Regions from separate parts of the Hordeum vulgare genome. Here region 1 is linked to region 2. A link is a contact called in public Hi-C data. All regions are on one chromosome and are shown on one strand. The core of a region is the stretch at or near the end of the contact, and the rest is flanking DNA. Distances in the headings are between cores, read along the strand shown.

Region 1 (3,817 bases), core at 565-3,064, 180 kb before region 2:
TGTCGTCCTCTCAATCGAGGTCGGTGGTGTAGGTTAAACGAGCTTCAATGAGACCACACTTGTGACCAAAATGGGATGGTGGAATGCAGAGTCGAAGGCTGACACAACGGTCGATGACGAATGCGAGCGATCCTATGAAAATGGTGCGATCGTGGGAGGAGGATGGATTGATGTCAAAACAGCTTGCCCCATCCGCGAGGAAGGTGAGGGGGACGAAGGTCAAGCACTCTCCTAGTGCAAGGTCGTACGATGTGATGGACAACAACGTATGAAAAAGAATATGGACATAATCCTTCGAAATCTAGCACATCTAGTCCTATGAAACTGATGCTCAACATAGGAAAAATCCCATGAAAAATAATCCTACAAAATTCTTGCACACCGAATAAGCCCTAGAAAGTACGACAATACTAAAAATCTAAACGTTTTATGGCAAATTATATCGTCCGGATGATGGTAATTTTCTTTAAGGCAGTGCTCTGCGCCGGCGCGCCGGCCGAATCGTTCGGCCGGCCGCGTGCGGGCCATCCGATCCGTCAGTTGTACGTGTGCCGCACCGTTAGATCTTCATGCAGCATTATTCTTTCGATGCAACAAATTTCGTTTACGATGCAGCAATTTTCGTCCATGGTTTCAACAAAAATATAGTTGTAGCAAAAAAAAATCAACGTGGTCATAACAAAAAAAACAAAGCTGATGATGCGCGGTAGCAAAACAAAAAAATGGTTGTAGCAAAACAATCCGGTAAATCCGGGTTGCAACTCTGACGAACGTGTATGCAACTTTTTTAGTAAACGATTGCAGCAAAAAATGATGTCGGTTATAGCAAAAATTAACACAGTTGTAGCAAAAATAAAAATAAAATCAATTTTAACGAAAAATCCAACGAACTGAAGTTGCAACCAAACGTATATGCAGTCTTTTATTGAACAAATATAGCAAATAAAAAACATTTGTAACATGAACACTAGTTGCAACAAATATAGATAAAAAAAAGTTGCATAGCTAATCACGGGTCGTGTGCGGTGATTCGGCCGGCGCACCGACTAAAAACATTTCCCTTTTCTTTAGCGGGCATGACAATTCTTGACCAAAAGCTGAACATGACAAGGATAAGGATAATGAAAATTGCCATCAGTCGCGACAACATAATTTGACATCTCGGTAGTTTGATTTACCATATTTGAAAATCTGATTCTGTTTGTATTGAAACCCAAAAAATACTCCACTCCACAATATTATAATTGGCACTCCACTATGAGTATCTGGTCTAAATATATTCACGTGATTCCTGCATTGATGCCTGCCGAATAGGTGCAGAACCCATGAACTCCCAAGACACCACCGGTCCGACGTCTTGAACATCTGTCTCCTGCCGACGTTGTGGACGGCTCAACAGACGTCCAACCACCGGCTCGGCAGGATCCCATGACGCTCGCAGTTCTGATCTCTGATGGCAGATCATCCTCTTATGGAAACAACGCTCTGTACGCAGATGCCAGCCGACCTTCACCAGCTTGAACGCCTCAACGTGCTCCAACTAAAGAAACATTCGGTCTCACCGAACTCCCGCTGAAGCCTTGCCAATTGTTGAGAGCAAATTGAAGTAGACATTTATTCAGCAGAGTACGTATATCAACACAACACTGGTATGCTTTGGTCAAAAATGATACTAATAAAAAAACACAGCCATGCTTATGGGCTGTTTGGGCTTTATCAGTTGGGCCCAGCAAGCAGCCATTTAACAAACCCGGATGTCGGGACAGCGGCCCGTGGAAAAAACATTCTTTTCTCTCTCTCTGTCGGAGACAATAGAAAAAACATTTTGTGTTCCCCAGGATTCCCCTCTCCTCGATCCCCTTCTTGACTCGTGCCTCGTCCCCCGTCCGCCATGGTTCCCTCTCCCCGCGCACGAACATAGCTCCCCCCCACGCAGCCATGGGCACCAATTTCTCGCAGAACCACCACCTCCAGAACACCCACTTCTCGCTCCCCAGGAAGCAATTCCTGGCCTACGCCCTCTACGCCCTTGTCCCCCTCGCGCTCCTCCATTACCTGCTCTTCAACCCGCTGGCCGCGCCCACACCGCCGGTCCTGGCCCAGCCGCAGGTGCGAGAGGCGGCGCCGTCCATCGTCCCGCCCCAGCGCGGCCGCGCGCCCGTGAATGCGCTTGAGGAGCAGCTGCCCCCGCCCCCTCCCGACCGAGGGGGCCAACTGTTGGGGAAAACTCAAGGTACGGTGTTAGGTTTTCCAATCGATTTCTCCTCGCAATGTACTTTGTGGATTTGTCTCTGGCCGATTTAGCTGGTCAATTGAGTTTTCCCTCGAGCGGATTCGAGTTTGCTCAATGATAAAATTACCTCTTTTTTTTTTGCCGTTTTCTGAAGTATTTATAAAAGGCGCTCTTAATAAGCTCAATAAATAGTGGCCATGGTGGTTTTAAGGTTGAAATGTGCCATATCTGGCATGTGATTTCACCCACTTGTGCAGCATTTTGGTTCCTGCGAGATTGCTTGGTAAAGAAATGGCAGTTTGGGATAGCAGTAGCACTAAATGTTTCCTTGTCGTGTTGGCCCGAGCAGGCGGAGAAGTGTCGGCGCCCGCGTCGCCGCCGTGCGACTACTCGGACGGCGAGTGGGTGCCGGACGCGCGCCCGCCGCTCTACAACGGGACGAGCTGCGGCACCATAAAGGACGGCCAGAACTGCATGGCGCACGGCCGCCCGGACACCGGGTACCTCCACTGGCGGTGGCGGCCGCGGCGGTGCGGCCTCCCCGCCTTCTCCCCGGACGTGTTCCTCCGCTGGCTCCGCAACAGGCACCTGGCCTTCGTGGGCGACTCGCTGGCGCGCAACCAGGGCGAGTCGCTGCTCTGCCTCCTCGCCTCCCGCTCCCGCCCGGACCTCGTGTACCGGGACGGCGAGGAGAACAGGTTCCGGCGCTGGGTCTTCCGGGAGCACAACGCCACCGTCTCCATCTTCTGGTCGCCGCTCCTGGTGAGGGTCGCCGAGAAGGCGGAGCACGCCCGCGTGCGCCACAACAACGTGTTCCTCGACGAGTTCGACGAGCGGTGGATGTCGCGGCTGGGCGGGATCGACGCCGCCGTCCTGTCCGTCGGGCACTGGTTCCTCATCCCCGGCGTCTACCACGACGGCGGCAGGGTCGTGGGCTGCCACGACTGCGCCGACCTCAACCTCACCGAGACGGCCTTCTTCGGCGTGTTCAAGGAGTCCGTGCGCCGCACGCTCGCCGAGGTCGCCCGGCGGCACGGCGCCGACAGGAAGGTGGTCGCGGTCACCACGTTCACGCCGGCGCACTTCGAGGGGGACTGGGACAAGGCCGGCGCGTGCCCCAGGAGACACCCATACAGGGAGGACGAGAAGGAGCTGGGCTACACGGAGAACGAGATGAGGAAGACCGTGCTGGAGGCGGTGGTGGCCGCCAACGCCAATGCCAGCGCCGGCCCACTGCGGTTCGCGGCGCTCGACGTGACGAAGCTGGCCAACCTGCGGCCGGACGGCCACCCGGGGCCGTACATGCGCAGCGACCCGTTCGCCGGCGGCCCCGACGCGCGGGTGCAGAACGACTGCGTGCACTGGTGCATGCCCGGCCCGATCGACACGTTCAACGAGATCCTGCTGCAGACCATCGCGGGGTGACCGCGGCCATGATCGTGAGCTGAGTTGGTGACCTCTCTGAATTCTGATCGCGCGCTGAGTTGTGTCTCTGATCTAGGAACCGTGAACTTTGGCCTGGTGTGCGTGCGTGCGTGCGTGTGCATCGATGATTCTTTTGCTCGTCGACCGGACGATTAGGAC
Region 2 (3,734 bases), core at 885-3,384:
TCCGGAAACGAAGATTGATATATAGGATGACCTCATTTGGTTATCGGAAGGTTTTCGGAGTTACCGGGAATGTACCGGGAATGACGAATGGGTTCCGGGAGTTCACCGGGGGGGGGGGGGGGCAACCCACCCCGGGTAAGCCCATAGGCCTTGAGGGTGGCGCACCAGCCCTTAGTGGGCTGGTGGGACAGCCCAAAAGGGCCCTATGCGCCTAGAAAAGAAAATCAAAGAGAAAAGAAAAAAAGGAGGTGGGAAGGGAAGGAAGGACTCCCACCCACCAAACCAAGTCCAACTCGATTTGGGGGGGGGGAGCCTTCCCCCCTTGGCTCGGCCGACCCCCTTGGGGCTCCTTGAGCCCCAAGGCAAGGTCCCCTCCCTCCCACCTATATATACGGAGGTTTTAGGGCTGATTTGGGACGACTTTTCCACGGCAGCCCGACCACATACCTCCACGGTTTTTCCTCTAGATCGCGTTTCCGCGGAGCTCGGGCGGAGCCCTGCTGAGACAAGGTCATCACCAACCTCCGGAGCACCGTCACGCTGCTGGAGAACTCTTCTACCTCTCCGTCTCTCTTGCTGGATCAAGAAGGCCGAGATCATCGTCGAGCTGTACGTGTGCTTTACGCGGAGGTGCCGTCCGTTCGGTACTAGATCGTGGGACTGATCGCGGGATTGTTCGCGGGGCGGATCGAGGGACGTGAGGACGTTCCACTACATCAACCGCGTTCACTAACGCTTCTGCTGTACGATCTACAAGGGTACGTAGATCACTCATCCCCTCTCGTAGATGGACATCATCATGATAGGTCTTCGTGCGCGTAGGAAAATTTTCGTTTCCCATGCGACGTTCTCCTACATTTTTGACCCCACTTGCCATATTATTAACCACTTACTTGTGTGGAAAAAATAACTTGATTGACATTTTTTAATGTTGTTTCGTATAAAGCCTTGTAGCAGTTTCTATTATGCATGATATAAAAAAGCATGTAATAGATTGTGTTTGCCAATTTAAATATGCTAACTTATCGTATTTACATACAACTTTGCCAGAAAACTATTTTGTGAGTTTGTTAGTTTAAATATGTCGAGTTGTCATATTTACAAATGATGACTAATTTTTTTTGTGGTCATCGGTTTTAAATATGTCGAGTTGTCATATTTTCACGCGTAATCACCTATATAAAGAGTTTGTCTTTGCTAGTTTGATTATGTCGAGATGTCATATTTATATGCAATTTTAAAAAAATATGGCGATTAAGTTATTTTTTATCAGACAAGTAAGTACTTACTAATATGACAAATAAGTTCAATAAATGTGGTAAATACGAGTAAAAAAGTTGTCGAAACATGTCGACATGGGATCTAGTTTTAAATATTTCGTCGAAACAAAGTCAACGACGAAAACAGATCATCGATCGAATTAATGGTTTAAGAGATAAAAGTTTTTGAATTCCGATCACTTAAAGATGAAACATTGCATGCATGCATGCATGAGAAGCGAACACAATGCATGCTTAGGCGGTCGCAGCACGGTAATGCCGAGATGCGGCGCTGTTAATTAAATTTTTTCATGAAAGTTCTGCTAGTAATGATTAGATGAAGCAAATTTAACATGTATTGGAACCAAATTTTGCTATCAGTAGAATTAAAAAAAATATTTAATACGAAATAGGAGATTATGAAAATTAGAGAGTAGGAAATAAATATATTTGCAACTTTGGCATTTCTTAATTTTTAGATGCACGACAAAGCAAATTGTTACTTCCTTCGTTTTATAATATAAAAATGTTTTTGATGCTAGTATGTTTTTGATGCTAGTATAATATTTAAAACATTTCTATATTACGGAATGGAGGAGTAGTAAACTAGCACTATTGTACGAGTAGACGAGAATAAAGGCGGGTCGCGTTTCAAATACTACTACACCGTAATTTTTGAATGTGGTAATCATTTTTTTTCATCTATGGTGCTGGTATTTGTAATACTCTCACCGTTTTAAAATAACTGTCTTGACCTTATACTAGATTTAATATAAAATTCTAGTAAGCTTAAGACAGTTATTTTGAAACGGAGGAGTATGTTTTAGCAAGGTTGGTCTAGATGCGAAAGATCGGCCTGGATTAGTATTGAACTATTGATCTCGGCTAGTGATTTCACTAGTCGGTGCGAAGCCCGGATTCGGCCCGCTGCTGCTGCTCGCGTCTCCTGTCCCGTCGTCGGACCCTCGTCCAAGCCGTCATCGTCCTCACCACTCGATCCAGCCTAGCAGCAAGGCGGCAGACGGACGGGAGGATGATGGGGAGCAACAACTCCGGCGGCGCAGGGGGAGGGGGAGGGATGGCCCCGGGCACGGGGGCCGGCGGCAGCGACGGGCGGCACGACGACGAGGCCGTGCTCACCGAGTTCCTCTCCTCCCTCATGGACTACAACCCCACGGTACGCCGCCGCCGCCCTCTGCCCTAATCCCCTTTCCTTATGCCCAGTTCCGTGTTTGATCCGTTGGCGCGGCAGATTCCGGACGAGCTCGTGGAGCACTACCTCGGCCGAAGCGGCTTCCACTGCCCCGACCTACGCCTGTGAGCACCCTCACACCTCCAATTTCTCTCCCGAGAAGGCTAGATGTCTGGATCGGTAGTTAGGCTGAGACCCTTTTGGTGCTCTACGTTAATCTGGAACTGAAATTTCCTAAGATTAGTGATAATGGAGCCACATAGAGTTGTTTTAGCACGCTGTGGTTCTAGTAGTAGTCTGAGAGAAATTACAGTTTCCCCTTCAACTCGGTGATTATTGGTCCACATGAATAACACGTTTTTGTTTTCTTTTGTTTCCTAAATAATTGTGTGGTCTGCAGAACAAGGCTGGTTGCTGTAGCTGCTCAAAAGTTCATTTCAGACATTGCAAGTGACTCTCTTCAGTACGTGAATCCACAACCTCACCAGTTTCTCTTTTCACCTCAATGAATTTCTTCTGTTGGTATGAGCATGTCATAACTCATAGGAATTGCAGTATATCTTGTGCACCTATTTGATATTGCGCTTGCCCTTTCTCTTGAATTAGGCACTGCAAAGCCAGGGTTGCAGCACCTATCAAAGATAACAAGAGCAAACAACCGAAGGTCAATTTACTTCTTAATTAAAAATTCCATGTTACTTCCCTCAACTTCTTTTTCCATATTACTTCTTGCACGAGACCTGGCATGCCATTCTTAGAGTTAACTGATGACATCCTTTATTGTACTTCAGGATAGACGTCTTGTATTGACAATGGATGATCTTTCAAAAGCCTTGCGTGAGGTAAACCATTTTTTCTGTTACATCTTAGTTTTTATTCTATGCAACAGCACACCCTTTACTACCTTTGTCCTCATGTTTGAAGCTCGCATACACAGAATAAAAATTAGCCACTTACATTCTTCGGACTGAATCGAAATTGCTTGATGTGGTTTTGTTCCAAGAGGCAAAAATAAAAAATATCACATGGATTCAGTTTTATATGTTCTACGGACATCTTACAAGTACAAAGACGCCTTACATGAAATCAGCATTTAAGCATAGTTGCACATGCTTGGGATAGGGTGGCAGCCTGACACTTACATGCCTAATTGACAAATGATTTCATATAGTTTTTCCTTCTAATCATGTTTTGGAGGCCATACCGGTGACAGTACATTAACATTGAGTTGTAGGGCCTGTATCTCTATAAGAAGAAACTACACAGGCATCTACTGTTATGGA

What was found. Hi-C and Micro-C count contacts between places; a contact is called where the count stands out from the background.
Region 1: a Hi-C map of seedling shows a contact between it and region 2, with 4 times the contacts expected there. The contact joins the promoter of LOC123411906 here to the promoter of LOC123411364 in region 2. A contact is called at or near these places in 1 of 6 Hi-C or Micro-C datasets (seedling) and 1 of 1 datasets of contacts at active chromatin or transcription factors (embryo).

What each region holds. Positions count from the first base shown.
Region 1 is chr7H:99,075,655-99,079,471 of MorexV3_pseudomolecules_assembly, reverse strand. It overlaps LOC123411906 (protein ALTERED XYLOGLUCAN 4-like), which reads left to right and starts at 1,814. Exons shown (of 2, transcript XM_045104863.1): 1 at 1,814-2,233; 2 at 2,583-3,817. The coding sequence starts at 1,939. The coding sequence ends at 3,658.
Region 2 is chr7H:98,898,522-98,902,255 of MorexV3_pseudomolecules_assembly, reverse strand. It overlaps LOC123411364 (transcription initiation factor TFIID subunit 10-like), which reads left to right and starts at 2,134. Exons shown (of 6, transcript XM_045104293.1): 1 at 2,134-2,436; 2 at 2,512-2,576; 3 at 2,852-2,914; 4 at 3,058-3,115; 5 at 3,243-3,293. The coding sequence starts at 2,293.